Regions from separate parts of the Gossypium arboreum genome. Here region 2 is linked to region 1. Evidence: chromatin contacts called from public Hi-C data. All regions are on one chromosome and are shown on one strand. Each heading gives the region's core, a stretch centred on a gene start, on an enhancer-like site or on the middle of the called end of the contact. The rest is flanking DNA. Distances are from core to core; before and after follow the strand shown.

Region 1 (7,266 bases), core at 1,780-4,279:
CTGCAAGATTAAGTTCCAAAGTATTCTTTCAAATACATTAGAAAACATACTAATTAGAGGAAAATTTAAAAAAGACAAGACTGATTTCAGGTTTCTGTCAAGATATAAAAGGGTGGGCTTGGCTGAGTAGAAAACTGAAAGGATGGAAAGAGGGAGTGGAAAAGTGAAAAGAAATTGCTTGGTAGGAAAAGAAATAAAAAAGCAGATCATTTTTCATCCTAATACATAACAACAAATCATTCCAAATTGGAATGTTTAGAGTACAAAACATGAAAGAGAGATGAAAATTCAAATTTACGCATTTATAAAAGTTGCGCTTTCTTTTGTCTCATTTTTCAACTCTATCAAGCAATGAATGAAAAGAAATTTACTTTCTTTTTCAATTTTCCATATTTCTACCAAGCATGGTAGAACATCAATGGAAAGAAAATATATTTTTTAAATCTTTTTTTTATTTTTCTACCCTTTCAACTTTCCATCTTTCCGATTTTATTTCCACTCTACCAAGAAAGCCTAAGTTCCACAGGACAACTCAAGTAAGTTTCCCAAACTTGTCATATTAAAGGATTCTTTCAAATGCATTACAAAGCATGCTAATTCGAGGCAAAGTTGGAACAGATGGACTTGTTTCACATTTCTGCAACCACAGAAGTTTTTCCTTACTGAAAATTAGTTAACAACCACTGTGGAAGAAGAAGAGGCTAACCTCTACTGTTTATATAAAGACAAAATGGAGGAAGGTTTGGGCGTAGGGCAATAGTAATTGAACCGTAAAAGGTCTAATTGTTTGCTCTCTTAACAAGAAAACTGAAAGAAAATAGCAATAGTTGTAAGGGTGAAGGAAGCTTTATATAAGTCTTGCAAATAAAACACCATCATATAGAGAAAAACGCTTAGGATTTTAGGTGCTAGAACGGACTAATCTTACGAGGCAAGGAGGCATCTAAAGGACTACACTACTTCAGCCACCAACAGGAACATATGCCCTTCTCTCAATGGCAACAAAAAAGGGTGTTGGAAATATTGCAAACTATAGCATTCATTAGCCTTACCCATAACTCGTTATATGAAAAGAAAATAAGAAAATCATTGCATAAGAGCATACTGAAAGGAACAGATCAAGACATTTTAAAGTATTGAAAATAAAGACTGAAATAGAATCTAACCAAGCTTAGTCCCAACAAGAATAATTGGAACACCAGGTGCATAATGCCTCAACTCCGGAATCCACTGAGGATTCAAAAAGAAGACAACGCATTAGCAGATCAAGTAATTGAAAGTATCTTGTTCAAAAACCGGTGAAAAGCTTCTAATAACAAATAATCTCACTTTCTTAGAAACGTTTTCGTAGCTGGCTTTGCTAATGAGAGAGAATGCCAACAAGAAGACATCTGCTCCACGATAGCTCAAAGGTCTTAATCTATTGTAGTCTTCCTGGCCTGTTCCAAGACAAAATAAAAACAATAAAATCAAACCTACCACAATAAGCATTCTAAGATATGAATAAGGAAAATTAATGGAATTGAAACTTACCAGCAGTATCCCACAATCCAAGATTAACAGTGTTGCCGTCCACAACCACATTTGCGCTAAAGTTGTCAAAGACAGTTGGCACATAATCCTGTTTCCCCAAGATATTGCAGAGGATGTGGAAAACATGTTATAAGCAATATCTCCAAAAGTCATCTTAAAATAATCATAAGAATAAAGCAAGAACTAGGAAATTATGATCATAATTGCATCAATCAACTCTACATGAAGTTAGGTTTACTAAAAGAACAAACTATATTAGACACATTTTCTGGACAAGAGCATGAAGAAGTAACCCTCCAAGGACCCTCCAAATGCATGAAAAACTAGAAAATTTGAACATATACATGCCGGACAGATACTCGTACCCGATTCACACGATTTCCAACTAACATAGATGGCCATAACCCAAGATTCGCAGTAAAGAAAGCACCTATCATGAAATCTCTAAATGAGACTTTCTACCAGCAATAGTTTCAGATTTAGCAATTTTTTTTCTTTCTCCTCCAGCAAAAAAAAGGGGAGTAGCAAGATATAATGTTTCCAGTTTTAACTTTTGACCTTAACTCACTAATTGAAATGAAAACCTACAAGACAAAGAATCTTTATCCTAGATGATGCATCATCAAAACACAAACAGAAGAAATAAGAAGGTATAAACTACAAAAAGGCAATAAATTTTCTGCAAGTTTTTGAAGCAAAAAACCCTAAGAATTTGCTCACTTGAACACAATTTACGAAGAATGATTCTATTATTCAGAAAGATACTATGCCCCAAATTCAAGATTCCAAAGACAAGTACAACCAAATGGGAAAAAGAAACAGAAAAAAAACCCAATAAAGAAAGCAACTTTACCAAAGTTACATTGACCACCAGAAACCAGTGTAGGGTCTGCTTGGTGGCCAAGAAAATAGGGGAAACAAAAAGGGAAAGAAAAAGAAAAGAAAATCCATGAAAATCCAAGTAAAGAAAACGTTAAGGGCCAGCCAAACTTTCTTTTCCATTCCTCATATTTTCTCAGAGACCAAACAAAAAAAAAATGGGTTAGTTTCTTTCTTTTTGGAACTCACAGTAGGGAAAGTATTGCTGGTGTAGGAGATGAGCATGCAAGTCTTGCCGACGGCACCGTCACCAACAGTGACACATTTGATGAACCTTGATGCACTCATTTTGCACCCGCCGGCAAAAGTGAAAGTAATTTCAGAGATGTTCCTCTCCCTCCGCCGCCCCCCCCAAGGTTATCTCTTGCTTCAATTATTGTCCAAAACAATAGGAAAAAAACAAACCCAAAAACACTGAAATGAAGATGAAGATGAAGATGAAGAAAGAAGAAGAAGAAGAAGAAGAAGAAGAAGACGAAGTACTAAGTAAAACTGGAAGACATCAAAGACATTGTCCGAAAGAAAGAGAGAGAATCATTAGGGAAAGAAAAGACAGCTCTTGGACAGCTATCTGCTTACATTACAACAATATATTTTCCATAAATAATTTAGTTATTTTATTTTATTTTATTTTATTATTATACCTAAAAAGTTCATTGAAGGGCTTATTGAGTTATTTCAAGTAGGACATATTTATTTGGTTTTTAATAATAATGTACTTTTAATGATTCGATAAGAATGATTGAATGATAGAAAATGCAATTAAAAGGAAATTAACAGTGAAATAAGAAAGTTCTGATTTTTTAAGTATAAATATCTGAAAATGGGAACAAGTATCAATCTTTTCTTTTAATTTGAAAAAGTATTAGTTGTCCAAAATTATGATTTTAATTTTAATTTCTATCTTTAAATTTTAAAATAATTTTGATATTTTATATGTTGTCATTTGTAATTACTTCTTCTAATAATATTATCTTCAAAAATTAAATATTTGTATCATATCAACCAAATATTTTCATTAGCTTAATTGCTAATATAAGTGCTATCTATCAATTTGTATTTAATGAAATGCGTTTTTTAAAACAGGTGACGTTTACTAGTCGTGTTAACAACTTGAATTTAGTGTTGGAAAAAAAACATGTCATTTTCTTTTAATACGATATATATAAATTGTTCATGTAATAAATATACACATATACTTGTAATTTGGGCTAATTTAGAATAATATGCCCCCTTTTTTTATTTAAACAGGCTTTTAGGCCATTTTTTAAAATTAGAGAAATAGACCATGTTTTAAGAGAGTTGGACGCACCTTTTTTGAACGTTGGCAACGGTAAAAATTTTTAAAGACCCCAACGATAATTTTGTTTTCTATAAATATCAGGCCATTTTTCATTCTTTTCACTCAAATTCAACTCTCTCAATTCTCTCAATTTTTTCAAGTTTTATTCTAAATTTTTCAATATGCTTGTTTAAAAATATTATAGTTTTTATATCATTCATTTTGATTAAATTTTTACGAATGACAACCTCTCTGCTTCGTTTCAACGACAAGCACATTTTCATCGCTCAAGCGACAATTGTAAAACAAAAATTTAAATTTCACTGTTTTCAATTACGTTAAATTTAAAGTTTTTTTATTTTTTAAATTAATTTATTTTGTCGATGTAAATAGTCGAATGATCATGTTTTGGAGGGGTTTATACATAACTTGTCAAAAAGCCTAGATGCCGAAATTCGTGGTTACTTGCAAGATGCAAGATTCTTACATGTGCCTCGTATACTTGTAGGCTACAAACTTGATCCTACACTTATCAGCGCATTGGTGGAAAGATGGAGGCCCGAGACACAATTTTCACCTACCATACAGTGAGTGTACAATCACATTGAAGGACGTAGCTTTACAACTCAGTTTATTAGTGGATGGGCCAATCGTCACGGGGTCAGCAGTCATTCCTAATAAAGAGGACCTTTGCGAGGCATTTTGGGAAAGGTGTCGGATAAGTTTTACAGTGGCCAGATAGATATGAAATTGTTGGAAACCAATTTCAAATATCTTTCTTAGGACACATCCGATATTGTCAAAGAATAATACACCCAATCATTCATTTTGAGGTTAATTAAGGGTATTCTAATGCCCGATAACTCTCGAAATTTGGTATACATAAGGTGGCTACTACACCTAGTCAACTTCAAAGAAAGTGGATGACTAAGTTGGGGATTAACCGTGTTAGCCACGTTGTATCGTAAGTGGTGTCAAGTGACAGAACTGAATAAGATGTCAATCAGTGGTTGCCTGCTCTTGCTACAGTCATGGCCTTAGTGGCGACTACCATTTCTACGCCCCTAAGTAAATGACCCATATACATTCCTATTAGTGACAAGGAGTAGGTCGAAGAATATGTGGAACCACGGGCTGAATTAACATCACTTGAATAGGTGAAACCATGAACCTATATACCTGTTATTTCTTTATTTTATGTTTGAATTAACATATAACTTGAATAAGTGGAATTATGGCCTAGTTACGTAGGACTATTGGAGTAACTTAAAGATATCCAACTGATGTTAGATCAACGCTCGAAAGTCAAGGCTAGTTACTTTTTTTTTCAAACCTATAATCATTATACAATGAGTTGTAAAATAAAATTACGTATATAACAAAATTTAAAATTGTGTACTGCGGTTTAATAGATGCCATATGTCGAGTCAGATATCATAGAATACGTCCTGCTAAAATTTTTGGCCATTCGGAGTATATGAGAACGTAAAGGTGTCGTTGATACTGCATATGATGGTGAAAATGCACAAATCAGGTCAAATAATGTGACAGTTTGGGTGGAAGCAACAAATTCTGCTGCCATCATGATACATGGAAGCATTGTACAAGCTGGATCTGCAGGAAAAAACCGAGGAGAATTGGCTAAATTACCACAAGGAGTACATTGACATTTTGGATCATAGGATAAAATTATTACCTATATACGAACCTTTTTCTCATTGGACATGAAGACCTGTTTGGAGTACATGCCCTAGTTCAGAGTCACCGATAAGCCATATCTACTATCAGTGGAGGCATGGAGTAGGCAACTTAGTCAAAAGAAGCCACGACGAGTGACCTAGCAATATATATCCAAAAGAGGTGTCGTGACGAGTTCGTCACTAGCTCCAACCCAACAAGCGCAACTGATGTCTACGCCACATCTCGATTAGTTTACTTTACTTATTCCTGTTCATTTCACTAACTCCATATTTTTTCACAAGCACCACACTATGCACCATCGCAACACCTTGCTTCTACCCCTTCCGCAGGTACATATTTCGGGGTACCTCCGTCCCCAGCATTTTACGCCCCCATACCGACGCAAATGTCGAGCCATATATCAACGCATGTACTGTTATTTACGACGACACTAATGTCATCATCGATTCTAATATTGATGCTCGGATCAATACTGATGTATCCGAGTATTGCGACATCATACGGTTATTCACCAATAGTGTCACAAACACTCATCGCATCATTATTTTATCAATGTGGGTCATCAGCACCATCTTCTCGTGGAGTAGAGGATATACGATGGAAGGCTAAGACGACATCGCAATCAAGCACGGAGGAAGGAGATGGAGACGAAGATGAAAATAAAATTGATGGTGGAGATGAAGATAAGCATGAGGGTAGAGGTGAAGACGAAGATGACGACAACGATGGTCACGATCAAGTGGAAGAGCCGACACCACTAGTTGTGCACAAAAATCCTACGTGTCAGCCACCGCCTTGCGGCACACATTCAGCCCAATGACGTATTTTTTTTACTTATTGTGATGTAAATATAAATGGCACCAATAAAGAAACAATATTTCTATTACAACTCATATTTTTCTTTGTTAAATTCTAATGTAAGTTATACGTAAATTTCTATATATAATATTTGATATGAAATATGTAACTTTGGATAGGCACCTTTTATCGAACTAGTGATTAATAAAGGTACATGGATTAACTCGTAAAAATGGAAAAAGTTTAATTCCTCGAGAAATAGTAATTGATACTTGAAGTAGCACTTAAACTATCATTTTTTAAACTATATAAATGCTAGTAGGTGGTAACAAATATAGTTGAAATGTAAGTTAAAAAATAATAAAAAAGTTTTTACACAAAATAGGAAACATTGTAATCAATTTTATATCGTCTAGCGATGTTGAAGCCCCAATGTACCCCTTAATACAGAACATGTTGCCTTTGTATGCCCTTGGTTTCTATAGTACCCGCATAACTTCTCCTGATTGTCCCTCTCTCGAACATCTATATTAGTGTGTATCTGAGTAAAATTCGGGTGACTTTTCGGGACGTGACGCAAGTTCATGTTTGGGGCCAACTTGAATAGCACGCTGGGCACTGGTGGCCACATACTTTCATCTAGGGTGGGTGGGAATTCAAGTCTCCATACATTGTGCATGTGTTCCAGTTTGTACACATCATTGATATAAGACATGTACTCAATTTTCACATTTGCATATACGACAATTACATGTGTGCATGGGAATCGAAGTGTCTGGAATATCTCATAATTACTAATCTTTTTTGGTATGTCAACACGATATGATGCATCTAGCATGTCCTGGTCGGCTAGCGTACTCTGTGACCCTAAATTGCAAGTCTTGACGTGAGTGACACACTATATATATAGTGTTCACTCTCACTATATTTCGTATAGTTTCTTTCATGACAACCCTGCACCAAACGTAACTGCCCGCTATCTGCCTAATATGACGTCGTCCGCTTTGGAAATAAGGTAGCTAGGTAAAAGTATTTTTCTTTGACAACTGAGGTTATCGATAAATGACACATCC
Region 2 (7,265 bases), core at 4,183-6,682, 390 kb before region 1:
CTTGTTCATTTTATGTTTCTTGCTTTAGATTTTCCTGTTAAATGCTTTTGGTTTCATGCTATTTAAGTTTTCTTGCACAAAAATCTCAACTTTTACATTTTTCTTAGCTTTTACTTTTATGGCTACCTTATTTTACATTTTCATATTTATTTCTTTTACCTTGAGCATGTGTAACTAAACCTTTAAGGAGGTTGGTTGATGGAGATGTGGGTAAACTAAAACTTTTGGACAAAGGACTAAATCGTAATAAATTGGACTAAATCAAATAGAACTAAGAACTTAGATAGTGACACCCCTAAGGAAAATATCAAGATAAAGTGAGACCGAAAGGTAATCTTTTTGTGCACCTATTCATTAGTCCCGGATTAACCAGTGAGATCGAAAGATAAATCGGATCTAATTTGTCTAAGTTAGTGAAATTGAGATCGAAAGATAAAATGGAGTCACTTGGTAATTTACGCGATTTATGTCCATTGTTTGAGGTTCGGTGAACCACATTGAAGTCAACCAACCCCCATTAGTTATTTGCTTGATAGCTCTTTAGTTTTACACTTTTTGCAATTTAGTCCCTAGAATAGAATATTTAATTTTCTTGCAAACTTATCTTGTTATGAATTGTCGTACTATAAAATCGTATTAGTAGCCACTTAGACTCTATTGTGTATGCTAGTTATTGCTTAATCACCTTTTTTTTTGGGTTTAATCCCTTGAAATACTTCGTGTTCCATTGAAACTATAAATATTACAACTGATACTGTATGCTTGTAGTAAAACCGAACTTTAAAAATTGTTATATAATTCGTTGTTTAACGTGTACGCAAATTGAGGTCAAATGAAAGGGAATGGTCAATGAGGCAGTAGAGCAAATTGCTGATTCCATAATTGTAGACAAGATAGTTATGATGACCGTACTTTTGGGTGTCTATTGCACTCACTTAAGCAATAGTCAATTTCAAAATAAAACATCATTCAAACATGTTTTATTTTTATTTTTAACTTTTGACTCAAAAGTAAATAAAAAATTAACACTTATAACTTACTTTACTTTTCATTTGAAAAGATTTACATTAGATTTAGTAATTATTAAGTCAAGTTTGAGCTCAAGCAATTCGAGTTATTGATTGAGTTGATCTCAACTTTAATAATACTCAACTCGAATGACCCGTTAGCTTTATTGAATTTTTTTTATATTTTTATATTATTAAATTATATTATTACCCTTAATATATGTTATTAACCCTAAGCTTAATTATAGAGCCAAACTTGAGTTTAAGTTTGAGCTTTAATACAAAATTAGTAGAAGAGTATAAACGAGCTCGAGCTTGAAAATAGATTTTCGATCGAGTTGAAGCCAAATATTGAGTTTCGAATTTTGAGTCGCACTCAAACTTAACAATAATTGGACTCGATTACACCCTTACTCAAACCATTGCTTGATATTCTAGTTGCACCCATCCACTATATAGGTGAAATTCAAAATTATATAACAAATATATTTATAAAAAAATAAAATTATATAAGTAAGAGTAGCAAATGAAGCTTTGATTCAAGTATTAAGTTTGGAAACAATAAAAGCCTGGGTTTAGATATTATTATATTAGTATTTTTTATTTTAATATAAAATATATAAAATGATAAAAGTACTCTCAAATAATATGATTTATTTTATAAAGAGTATTTTAATCATTACTCAATTCAGTTAGTGCTTTGTTGATTCATGATACTAATTTATTTAATATATAGTATAAATAAATTGATTTCAAACCGAAATAATCATAAAATTGTTAGTAGTTTTCTCTAATAGAAGTACACTTTTAATCTAGAATTTCTACAATGATTTGAATTAAATTCAATAATTGATAATTTTCTTTAATAATTTAATTAAAATTTAATTTGATAAATAATAATAATCAACTTAATTTGATATGATTGAGGTAAAAATTTTAATTTTAATCATAAACAAAACATTTTACTATAACAACTTTTATCAATTTACAATTTAAGAAAATATCGATGTTTGGGTGTACGGTATCTTGATAAGACATATTGTACTCTCAAGAAGTTCGAATTTTGGAGACAACATTATTAGGAGGGACAATTATGAACCTTGAACATAAACCGTAAAACGGACGTACAAAGTGTTTAAAAAAATTACAATTTAAGGAGGTTTGGAAAAAATAACACAGCAAAATTATTTGAATAAAAGTAAAAAGTCAACTATTTCACCGGTCTATAGAAATATCTATAGGATGGTCAATGCAACTGCTGATTTATGTATACAAATTTAAATAGTATGATGAACATTGAACAGTGATCGATGAATCCATGAGTGCAAATTCATTTGTTTGATGAAATTATAAAGCTGTTCTCTATTACATACAAGACAGCAAAATGTAAGTAAATAAAAGGAGTACTTTCCCCATGCAACATATACATGGTAATTGCCATTTTCAGTCTAGCATAAACTAAACTCAGCACAACCCCAAACTTCACATTCATAGGAGAAACTACTCGGACCGCAACCCGGACTGACCGTTGGTGCTTATAGCTTTGAAACAGGTAAACCTGAGGGAGAAAACATGATTGATTGATGAATGTGAAGTTATAGACACATATATCATGGCTCCTGCAATTTTGAGAAAGGGAGTGAATAATGTTTCGATACATGAATATTACCTAACGCTTTCGCATTAACGATGCTTGGACATGCAGCAGGAGGTGGAACACTCTCATTCAAGAATGGTTCGACGCGATTTGAATCACCCCAAATTGGATATCCTTTGATCTTGCCCTGTAATGCGGATTGAGAAAGTGTAGCAATGCTTAGAACATTGGCTATCACAGACGAAAAACAAGATATATTTTCGATCCTTTCCCCGAATTAATGCCAAACATATCTGAACTTAAAGAAAGCGAGAAGCAAAACTAGTACCAAGACGTTTAGAGCAGCTAACGTTGCCATTCCCTCACGAGTCCACTGCATAAGCACGAGGAAAAAAAATTACACTCCGGTAAGTCACTTCAACATGATATGTGAATCCTAGTAAACCTTACCTTGGAAGCAGAAGCAATGTGTGGTACGATGACAGCATTCTTCATCTCAGCAAGCCCAGGTTTCATGAAAGGTTCATCCTAAAGCAACACCATTAATCAACAATTATGTACTAAATTGAGGATGGTTTTCATGTGGTTGACTCGAGATTTGAAAGTTCGTAAAGTCACCTCAAAGACATCAAGACCAACTCGGAACATAGGATTTTGCTTCAGATGCTCAACAAGAGCTACTTCATCAATCACCGGGCCCCTGCTACAGTTTACAAGTATTGCTTCCTGCAAAAATAAAATCCACTTCATATTTCCTTGAGCAAGACATACTTTCCAAATGTTAAAGACAAAGAGAAGTTCTCAATCACCTTCTTCATTGTTGCAAGGCTTTCTTTGTTGATCAGATGATAGGTGGTTTTATCCAAGACCGGGTGAAGACTTATCTACAAAAAGAACAGGTAGCAATCCCTCTCAATCGGCATTATAATTCAAAACTTGGATCTAGAAATTACACTAAAAGTTCTGAGCAAAGAAAATCCTACCACATCTGCCTCCCGGAGCACCTCATCCATACTTGATGCTCTTTTCCAGTGAACAGGTTGCTCTCCATTGCTTTTCAAGAACTCACCATAAGCTGGGATGAGGAAACATAAAAGCACCATAAAATAAGAATTGACAACTCGTTAACTTGCAGAAAATGTCTCAAGACATACCTGTGACAAACTTCTCTAGCCGTGTTGATTGGTAAAGATCATAGTAAATTAAGTTCATTTTGAACCCTTCAACCTGTTATAAGATAGGAAAACGAAATGACTCCCATTAATGCAGCAAAGTAGGACCAAAAGTAGAATAAGCCTTGGAAAATATGCTCTTTGCAGCAATATTATATGGTATGTTTCATATCTCAGGAGCCAGGATTTTACACAACTTTAAAATCTACTTCAAAAACCTCACCAACCCAGACAATTTCTATTTATATTGAAGGTTACTATGATCAAGTGTCCTCAAACAATGTCGAATAAATTAGCTAGTAAGAGATTACCATCATTCTGGCGTATGCAGATCCAATACGACCAGCTCCAATTACACCAACTGTTTGTCCTTTAAGCAAGTTTCCCACAAACCTGTAAGAGAGACAAGTGGAATTGTACAAGCATGATGTAAGTGAGTTTTCGAGTTTATCATCGACATAAACAAAAAATGAAATATAAGTAATATTTCGTGGACATACAGATGAGGGAGCCATCCATCATATAAGCCAGCCCTCATGAACTCATCTGCTTCAACAATTCTTCTAGCAGCTGCCAAAGAAAGAGAAGCCGCTAGCTCTGCCGTTGTTTCTGTGAGTACACCCTACACCAAATTATCACCAACATTAGCTCTACTGTTTCTACCCCAAAATTACTGAACCAACATCGTAACCATTTTATCACTACTCAAATCTTTGCAAGTTTATTTATTGTTTTATCATTACAATCCATTGTAGAAGACATATAATCGAACACATGGAGCTTGGCACTTATCCATGTTATGGAAACATACCCAAATATGATTAAACTACCCTATTAAAAAGCTTCAAAGGTTAGAGGGTAAAACTATTTGTAACTAAGTGGGAAAGTGAAACTTACAGGAGTGTTACCAACAGCAACACCATACTTGTTGGCAGCATTAACATCAACATTGTTGTAACCAACAGCCATGTTACTAAATGCTTTGCCTCCTGCTCTGCTTAAAGCTGCAAATAAAGTCTCCCCCCAGTCTTCAGTCAACTGTAACACAAATTCATAACATAAAAAACTCACAAAAAAAAAGGGAAACAAAAAAGAACTCATATTTTTATTTTCTAACTGAAACAAATAATCCCAAGAAGAAAATCACCTGTCCAATCACCCCATCGCACTTATTGCCAATCAAAGAAATGATATCCTCAACGGACAAAATTGTTTTCTTCTCAGTACATATCTGAACAGGATGATGAAAAAAAAAACTTCTTTAAAAACTGGGATTTAATAGAAGAAGAGGAGAACGAAAACAGAGGGTTTAGAGAAGTGAAAAAAAACATATAATTTACTTCGACACGGCAATCTTGCTCGATTAAGAGGTTGATCCATCGAGTTCCAGGCATAGGTTTGGTGCTAATAACTCTGTATTTCCCATTTGGGTTCCACACTTCAATTGAAACTGGTTTTGCCATTGAAACTTGTCACTGAAAAACAGAGCAGAAAACTGAGCTTTTTAAAATTCAGTTACTCTGTTTCTTGCTTTTTATAGCAATGCTTTGGTGTGGTAAAGAACACTGCTTCACAGCGGTCTGTAATATCGCTACCAAAGACTCGAGTTGTAAGTAGTTCGATGTGCTTTTTAGTAAAGTTTTGACCTTATGATTATCGAATATTAAAATTGAAAATTTTGATAAAATCATTGTATATGGTTGATGTTGGTTGAGAATGATGAGGAATAGGATAGCAGTGTCTGTTCCGTAGAACATGTGATTTTGACCCATTTGGATAGAGGGATGGAGAGGGTTGAGGGCTGTGGTGAGTCTGGGATGATGCTTGGGTTTTGTGGTATAAGTTAACTGATGACATGTCTTTTGTTCATAGATGACACGTAAGAGAAGCATTTATCCTTTTTCTCAAATTACGGAAATATCCTTTAATTTAGTGGACAAAATTTGAGATGACAAAAGATACTAGGATGAATCTAAGAAACTTCGTTGGATTTCAATGTATTTTGGTGTTATTTTTAATAATTTTAGATTTTTTCTGGAAATTTGATATAAAAATTTATTTTTATTTTGGCTGAAATAATTTGAATATTTAAATTTATTTTACGATTGAAATGTTCATTTATACATTTAAACTTTCACTCAATTTAATAATTTTATTCATTTATACATTTAAACTTTTACTCAATTTAATAATTTTATCTCTTTAAAATTTCTTAATGACTATAATTGTTAAAAGAATCTTCTATATTTTTCTCTAAAATTAATGCTGAAACATTAACAAAATTTGGCTATAATTAAGATTTTCAGATTCGGATTGATGATTAAATCGGTTAGATCATCAATTCTCGAGTCTAATGGTTCATCCAATTTAATTAAATAAATTATTTAAAAAAATAAAAATAAAGAAAAAAATATTTGACGCCGATTAAATTAGTTCTACCAATTGATATCGGTTCAATCGATCCGATAAACTAATCCGATCTAATTCTAATAGTTGTGGTAGTAAGGCTTGCTTTCGAGCTGATCACTGCTCACCACCCACTTTCATTGCCTATCTTTTGCCTTGATGCCTCTCTCTCTCCTTTTTTTTTTCCTTCTCTTTTTTCACTTTTTTCTTTCTTTTATTTTCAATTCCAAATCATTAACTTTGATTTTGTAACATTTTGATATAACAACATTTAAGAATTCTTTTATTTTGATTCCAAATCATTAACTTTGATTTTGTAATATTTTAATATAACAACATTTAAGAATAAAATTCTAAATAATTCTATGAAAATTAATTGAAAATCTCATAAAATATTTTCAAGCTTTCAAAATCTTAAAAGCACTTGCGTAAAATAGTACAATAAGTTTCTAACGTTTTTAAGTGGATCAAAATCCATTTTTTTAATTTTCTTTTTAAATTTGTATTTCATGGATTTTAACCAAATATCTACCCCTATAGAGGATTGAACTTCTGATTGATCACCAATCATTGAACTTCTGATTGATCTCCAATCTAAAGGTTGTGTCCCTTTTGTCTAACAAACATTTTTTTGCACTTGCCAAATACAAGTTTTTCACCTCCAACAACTCTAAATGGTTAAAATTTACTTCTTTAATATAAATATGTATCAACAATACTTCAAGGACAAGAGATGCATATCCAAGCAACATATGAAGTAAATTAACAAGTAATTATAAAAGAGCTTTATTTTTTTTATCTTTTCTTGTACACATATATTTGTTTTTTATTGAAAATCTTTTACAAGTTTTAAGGTTATCTTGTGCTTAAACTTTGTAAACACCATACCTTTATTTTGGAGAGGCCTTTTTTATTACACTTTAAAACAAGTTTTTTTTTTAGAGGTTTCTAGTTTACTTTTGAAAGCTACAGGGGTTATAACTTAACCTTGAGAAAACAATGGCAAAGGTTTGTAATTCATGTTAGTAAATTTGAAACTCCTTTGCAGGTGATTGCAAGTAAAGTTAAGGGAGATGGTATAAA

What was found. Hi-C and Micro-C count contacts between places; a contact is called where the count stands out from the background.
Region 2: a contact with region 1 is called in a Hi-C map of leaf, with 4 times the contacts expected there. The contact joins the promoter of LOC108464364 here to the promoter of LOC108467137 in region 1. A contact is called at or near these places in 2 of 5 Hi-C or Micro-C datasets (both in leaf).

What each region holds. Positions count from the first base shown.
Region 1 is chr2:102,365,114-102,372,379 of ASM2569848v2, reverse strand. It overlaps LOC108467137 (rac-like GTP-binding protein ARAC3), which reads right to left and starts at 3,029. Exons shown (of 7, transcript XM_017767674.2): 1 at 2,602-3,029; 2 at 1,534-1,621; 3 at 1,330-1,439; 4 at 1,167-1,230. The coding sequence starts at 2,700.
Region 2 is chr2:102,755,160-102,762,424 of ASM2569848v2, reverse strand. LOC108464364 (glycerate dehydrogenase) reads right to left here and starts at 5,432. Exons shown (of 13, transcript XM_017764643.2): 1 at 5,117-5,432; 2 at 4,924-5,007; 3 at 4,674-4,814; 4 at 4,277-4,398; 5 at 4,088-4,169; 6 at 3,759-3,831; 7 at 3,588-3,679; 8 at 3,414-3,488; 9 at 3,223-3,330; 10 at 3,055-3,132; 11 at 2,933-2,977; 12 at 2,677-2,791; 13 at 2,270-2,565. The coding sequence starts at 5,239. The coding sequence ends at 2,543.